Regions from separate parts of the Mus musculus genome. Here region 2 is linked to region 1. The links are chromatin contacts, called in public Hi-C maps. All regions are on one chromosome and are shown on one strand. Each heading gives the region's core, a stretch centred on a gene start, on an enhancer-like site or on the middle of the called end of the contact. The rest is flanking DNA. Distances are from core to core; before and after follow the strand shown.

What was found. Hi-C and Micro-C count contacts between places; a contact is called where the count stands out from the background.
Region 2: a contact with region 1 is called in a Hi-C map of cerebellar granule neurons, with 2.0 times the contacts expected there. The contact joins the enhancer-like site here to the promoter of Otx2 in region 1. A contact is called at or near these places in 3 of 39 promoter capture datasets (cranial neural crest, hippocampal neurons and second pharyngeal arch cranial neural crest), 7 of 484 Hi-C or Micro-C datasets (brain, cerebellar granule neurons, cerebellum and 2 more), 8 of 115 datasets of contacts at active chromatin or transcription factors (embryonic forebrain, embryonic hindbrain, embryonic limb bud and 3 more) and 4 of 9 other capture datasets (adipose tissue, embryonic stem cells, liver and 1 more).

What each region holds. Positions count from the first base shown.
Region 1 is chr14:48,666,250-48,669,394 of GRCm38.p6, forward strand. Otx2 (orthodenticle homeobox 2) reads right to left here and starts at 1,395. Exons shown (of 5, transcript NM_001286482.1): 1 at 1,179-1,395; 2 at 951-1,024. Otx2os1 (orthodenticle homeobox 2 opposite strand 1) reads left to right here and starts at 3,039. Exons shown (of 5, transcript NR_029384.1): 1 at 3,039-3,145.
Region 2 is chr14:48,906,869-48,909,772 of GRCm38.p6, forward strand. No RefSeq gene overlaps it. Among named protein-coding and RNA genes, the nearest start is that of Gm534, 26 kb to the left of the region's middle. Within about 2 kb of position 1,308, at least 7 of the 459 cell types and tissues checked have an H3K27ac peak or open chromatin away from gene starts, as enhancers often do. A contact at or near this core is called in cerebellar granule neurons and cerebellum, where this site is marked.

The DNA.
Region 1 (3,145 bases), core at 145-2,644:
CGGGGTCTCTGACCAGGAGCATCCAGGCGCCCACCCTCAGGTCTGGCTGTCCCAGTTGCGCGCAGAGGCTGAGGCGCGCGTGCCCTGAACCACACTAGCCACAGTCGCCTTTAAAACCTGTCCAACTAGCGGCCTCGGCCTGGCGATCTGGCCCAGAAGCCCCGACTTTCAGTGTACAGTTCTGGGGCTTGGGGGAGCCGCACCCCTAGGGATGGAGAGGAGGAGAGTTGTAAAAGATTCAAGAGCCCTAGCGGCTTTGAGAAGAGGCGGAGAGCAGAGGGGCATTAAGCTTGGGGAGTGAGGACGAGAAACAGGAGCTGAGGCGGCGCGGGAGTAACAAGACGCCAGCGCTGTCGCCTCCTCGGTTATCCGCTCCGATTTCGGCTCCCGTTGCAAACCGAGGAGTCTAGAGGCAGCCCGAGGCCCCCGCCGATAATGGAGAGCCGGCCTTCGGGAGCTCCGTCTTTCGGAAGCGTCCACCTTATTATCTTTGTTTTAATTTACCAACCTAGGTACATTACACAAGCATTATTTTGTCATGGATTCTAAAATACGCCCTTGGAACCAAACCTAAGGACTCCAGCTCAATCTAGGGGCCAAAATGCAAAGCTCGCGAGGAGAAGCCATGAATAGCGTGGGCATAAGAACAAAACCCCTCCCCAACTCCCAGATTAGACTCCTAGGATTTCTGCGACGTTCTTCGGTAGCAGCGACCCCCAGGAGCACGCGCTCTCGCTCCCTCCCACTCCCTCCCTCTTCTACAGATCGTCAAATTTTTTCCTAATGGTCATTATTTCGTCTCAAAATTCTCATTAGAAAAATAAAATACATCGCCCGCCCCCACCCAAGGAAGTTCCACGTCCGCAGAGTTGCACATTGGAGGAGCGGAGGTCACTGCGGACTGGGGGAACACAAAGATATCGCTATAGACAAGACAGACGGACACTTACCTTACAGCCGCATTGGACGTTAGAAAAGAAAAAAAAATCAAATTATCCTTCAAAATTCCAAATAGCCAGCTATCCTAAAAGAAATCAAGAGCATTCAGTTAAAAACCTTGTAGTCTTCACCTTTCCATAAAAAGTCAAACATAACCAGAAAAAAAAAACAATTAAAAGAAAACATAAAATGAAGTGGCCAGAGTTGTAAACAGGCTTGTGTCCGTCTACGATACATACAAAGTAGAGGTGGCGACTGAGCTCCTCTAGCGATTTTTATTTTTTAGTAACAGTGGAGGCTGAGTTGGAGCTGAGGAAGGTTCCGCTCTCAGGGAGATTTGCTGAGAAAGCGCCTCTCTGGCAACTTTTTGACGCAAACTCTCCAACCAATGGCAGGGAGAGAATGATTGACACATCTAAGCCAGAGGGAAAATAATAAAAACACACAACAGGGGGAGGAAAACAGGCCGCTGCTGCACGGGGGGAAGAGCAGGCAACAAATCCAGGCCTCCGACACTACCAGAACGTTCTTTAAAACACTGGGCTACGCTTAAAATATACATTATGGGCCCAAGCATGTGAACTAATTGTATAATTAAAATGATGGACAGGAAGGCCTCCCTCTTCGGTCTTTTCTTCTTCCTTTATACTCCTTCTTATCCTCCTTTTCTTTTTTGTTTTTATTTTAGAGAAAGGATACCAAACAACATAAAGCAGGAAAATATTTAAGTCAAAGCTAGGGGAAGGAGGGAGGGGGTAGTACCCCGTTTTCGATTTCCAACGCTAGCAAAGAATGTGTGGGTCAGAGGCAGAACTCAAACCCAGGCACAGGCTTAAAAACAGGGCTATGTTCTCTTGAAGAGGACCAGACGGCGCTGAGGGAAAAATGGGTGAAGATGAACAAGAGTGGAACTGAGCTGTGAACATGCAGTGTAGGCAGAGAGTCACGCAGCTATGGACTGTCTGAAAACTCCAGCGTCCTCACTGGCTGTTCTTTTACCCCTTAGAATAACCCTTGGTCTCTGGAGTTCTGGCTTTCCAGGCATGTTTTTTCAATTTGATAAGCATAGAGCAAGATACAAAAGAAAACGTGAGCTCCCAAATCTACCGCCAAGGCAGATTTCCGGCCAAGGGAGGGGATACCTCAAATCTCTCCAGCTGAGTATGAGGTGACAAAAAGCCCCCAGTAGAAACAGTTTGTGCTTAAGAACAAACGCCTGGTACTTCAGGCCTGGGAGTTACTAGGGATGGAGGCGCCCTACTCAGAGGCCGAAACTCGGGAGCTGGGATGCTGCAGGGTCAACCAACTCAACTTCTTCTGGTCCAGACTGGTTTTTTTTTTTTTTTTTTTTTAAACAAGAATCAGAGTTTTCTAGAAAAGCAGAAACACGCTGGACAGAATATTAGGGGACGGGGCGGGGGGAGGTGAGGGGCAAACGCTACTGCTGAGTGTGTGAATGGAGGCTGGGAGGGGGAGGGGGGGGGAGGATAGCTTTCCCCTCACAACTCCCAATGCAGAAGGAAAAACAAAACAAAACGAAAAAACCCACCCCTCCCTCACTACCTCAGTCACCGCCACCACTGCTAGTGGGCCCAAAGAAACAGCTCGTTGCCTTTAATTTGGGGACCTATGTTAATGAAGTTGGTAATTAATTCGTCGCTTTGTTGTCGGTTCTTATACTGTATGTGTAATCAAATGTGGCCGTCCTTGGGATTTACAGCAATTAGCGAATTACGGGAGTGCGCACGAGGCTGCAAGTTCTCGGCAGCCCGGCTGGGCTCGGCTCCGGCCTAAGGCTGGGCACTCCGCTGCCGCTGCAGACTTGCAGGTGTGTCCTAAGAGCCTTGGGGTCCTGGAGGCTCCGCGAACCCTCGAGCTCCTCCGGGCTTGCCCAGTTCTTCCTGGCTCCTTCGTAGCTGTTCCAGTCCTAAGGAAACTCCTGGCTGTCGCGTTCCCCAGAGCCACGACTTTGTGGGGCCTAGGCTAGGGGGGAGGGTGAGTACGGATCTTTCCTTGTTACCCCGCCCCCACTGTGCAGAAACACCTGGCGACTGTCCCTAAGGCCTTTCATTTAGGAGAGGTAAACAAATGTCCCAGGCAGTTGTCCCGCGTGGCCCGGGCTGTGGGAAGCAGGTCCTGGCTCTTGGTCCGAGCCATCGTGCTTTGTATGATGGAAAGGCAAATCCACGCGAATCTCTTGAAAAAG
Region 2 (2,904 bases), core at 58-2,557, 240 kb after region 1:
CTGTTTTTAATTTTTTAGGAACTTCCCTACTGTTTTCTCTACTGAATATACTAATTTACACTCTCATTGCAGAGTTACCATTAAAAATGGTCATTAGAACAATAAGCACATTCAGCTACTAATATTTGCCTATGCATTATACTGCTGGATACACAGTTGCCCTTCCACACATCTATTACAGTCAAGCTGATCAGAAAGCATTGCTCTGACTCCCAGTTCTCCATGCCTCTGATCCTGTGAGATGGAGGACTTCCATAGCCCTTTTGGCATGGAATGCGCTTAATTCCATTTGTGAATAGAGACAGCAAGCTTGATCCAGGTTTTCATTCAATTAGCACCTGGGTTACACATTGTTTATCTTTATGCTTTCTATTTGAGAAGTATTTTTCTGCCCTTTAAGCAAGCTTTTAAAGCAAATTATTGGCCACTGTACAAGATAAATGCAGGATAGCAAGGAGTTAAGGTACAATTATCCAAATGCATTCCAGCAATCCAAGAGCATCCTGCCCTCCTGATTGCTAAGAAGGAAAAGCAAAATTCCCCCAAATATTTGAATCTCCCAAATAAAAAGAGCAAGATTGAGAGCGAGGACCAGACTGGGAAACAAAAGAGAGAAGGAACCTCCAGGGGGAGGTGGCAGATGGTGTACCAGGTGGACTTTGGCAGTCCACAGAACCGGCCAAACCGACTGGTGGACGAGGCAATTTTTAGCAATGATGGCAGTGTGAGCCAGTGTGTACCAGCCACATGGCCCAGGGCCAGCCATCACTCCCAGTGACATTCCAACCAGATACCCAATGCATTCATTGCTGAAGAGGACTGGGGGCTGGGGGGAGGATTGGGGGGGAGGAAGAAGAGGAGAGTGGGCAAGTGGTACAGGGTGGAGCACTCTCCCGGCTCAGATCTAACAGGTTCCAACATGTCTGAACAGGTAACTAGTAAGGTGGCTTAACCTTTGGTCCCTACACACTAGGGACCATTGGCCTCTGAGGAAGATTTGATTTACTCAAAGAAGTAATTAAATCTGGTGGCATACAGCTAATCAAGGTAGCATTCGACCCTCAGAGCTGGAAAAATTCTTTCTCTCCTTTTTTGTAAATGCTCAAACCCTGGGCACTTTATTATGCAAGTTCCTAATTAAAAGAGAAGAAAACGGGATCGGTCCAGTTCCGTCACCTGGAGTAATGCATCACGTTCCTAGCCTAATAAAAGGTTGCAGGGTTGAGAAGATGCTGTCCTCTGTACCACATATCACCAGGCTCTGCGGCGAGCGAGCCAGGAGTCGCTGCGTCCTTTACCTCTCTGCTGACTGAACTGTCACACTGCATCGTTGCTGCTAAACTGCACAGAAGGTATTTCTAATCTCATAACGGTGACTGAAAGGGCTGAAGGACACAAATTAAGTCTCGGAGCAGTACAGCTGACTGAGGAGGGAAGGTCAGTCAGTTGACTCTTCCCACAATTCCCTGAACAAGGCAATTATTCATGAAGGAAATTTCAAATTATTTTCATTAGACTTCTGTTTTACCAATCTAACCAAAGTGATTAATTAAGGATTAAAATATTTACTCTGCACATGCTGCCTTGGCTGAGCCCTAGCATATTTAAGCTTTGTGCTAAAAGGGTCAGCTGTTTCCAGTATTGTTTGGAATTCATTTCCTATTTTCTCTGCGAAAGGGCACCGACATGCATGTCTACACCACACTTAGGGTCTCTCCAGGCACAAACTGGAGTAGCAGAAGGAGGCTCTAGAGTTCCCACCCTTTGACCCCACATTTCTTCCTTGTTAGAATCACTTTGCATCAATGGCCTTAGATTTTTTTCTCTATCCATGTTAATAGAGCAAGGTATCCAGGATGCCCTGGGGTTGGGGAACACAACAGCACCCCTAATCTGTAACATTCCGTCGACTAGCAGGAAGAATACTGTTACACTCGCCATGGCATCTGTCTGGGAAGGAGACTGCAAGAATAGGGGTTGTTTTTTGAGCTTTTAGAGAAGTTCTCAGAACCCTAAGATCCCGTAGAACAAATTATAACAACTATGGCCATCCACAGAGGGTGGTTCAAACAGGACACCCAAGCCCCACTTGTTTCAGGGTGCCTGTCTGGGTTGGCCCAGGTATATGAGCTTGAGCTTAGTGCCATTCCAGTGACACTGTACACGGGACACTGGTGAGATACCACTCGTTTCTTCTGCCCTGCAGGGGGATTGCTAAGAGTAAAAAGGAAGTGGGAAATTGTTTGCTTATATTACCCTCAGATGCTCCATGGGGGAAATGGATCCCCGAGGATTCTACGGTTGCATCCCCTGAGGCTTGGAGGCTTGTGGAGAAAAAAAAATGGTTAGACAGTTTTTTTTTTCCATTCTGCTTCCTGACAATCACAGTCCTATGGCTCCCTATAAGCCTCTAGAGACAGTGTGTAGGACTAAACCAGTTCACCGCTCTAGAGGAGGAGGTAGCAGATACAGAGGGAAACCATAGATGAGTAGACAAGACCCCTATCCTTGTCATGCATGCACAGTTGAACACTAAGTCCAAATGTGTTCCCAGGGAGAGGCTGAACTCAAAAGGGTGGCATGGTGAAGAACTACTCTCAGAAGTAAAAGCGTCAGGGTCAGCATCACTGGTATGCCAAGCATGACGAACGTCCAGCGGGGAGCGTTCTGGACTGGTGGGAGGGAGGTATTTATTGACAGGAGATCATTGGTTTGAGCCGAGAATTGGGGCCGTGAGCCAGGTTGGCTGGAACCCAAGGAGACAGCTGGTATGGAGACGTGGACATGCCGGCAGGTACAGCAGCTCGGCTCTGGAGTTTGTCTAGGAATAATAATAACAATGGCAGTAATTCATGGAGGGCGGTCCATGAGCCAGATACTGCGTGGACAGCATCTTACTTCTCC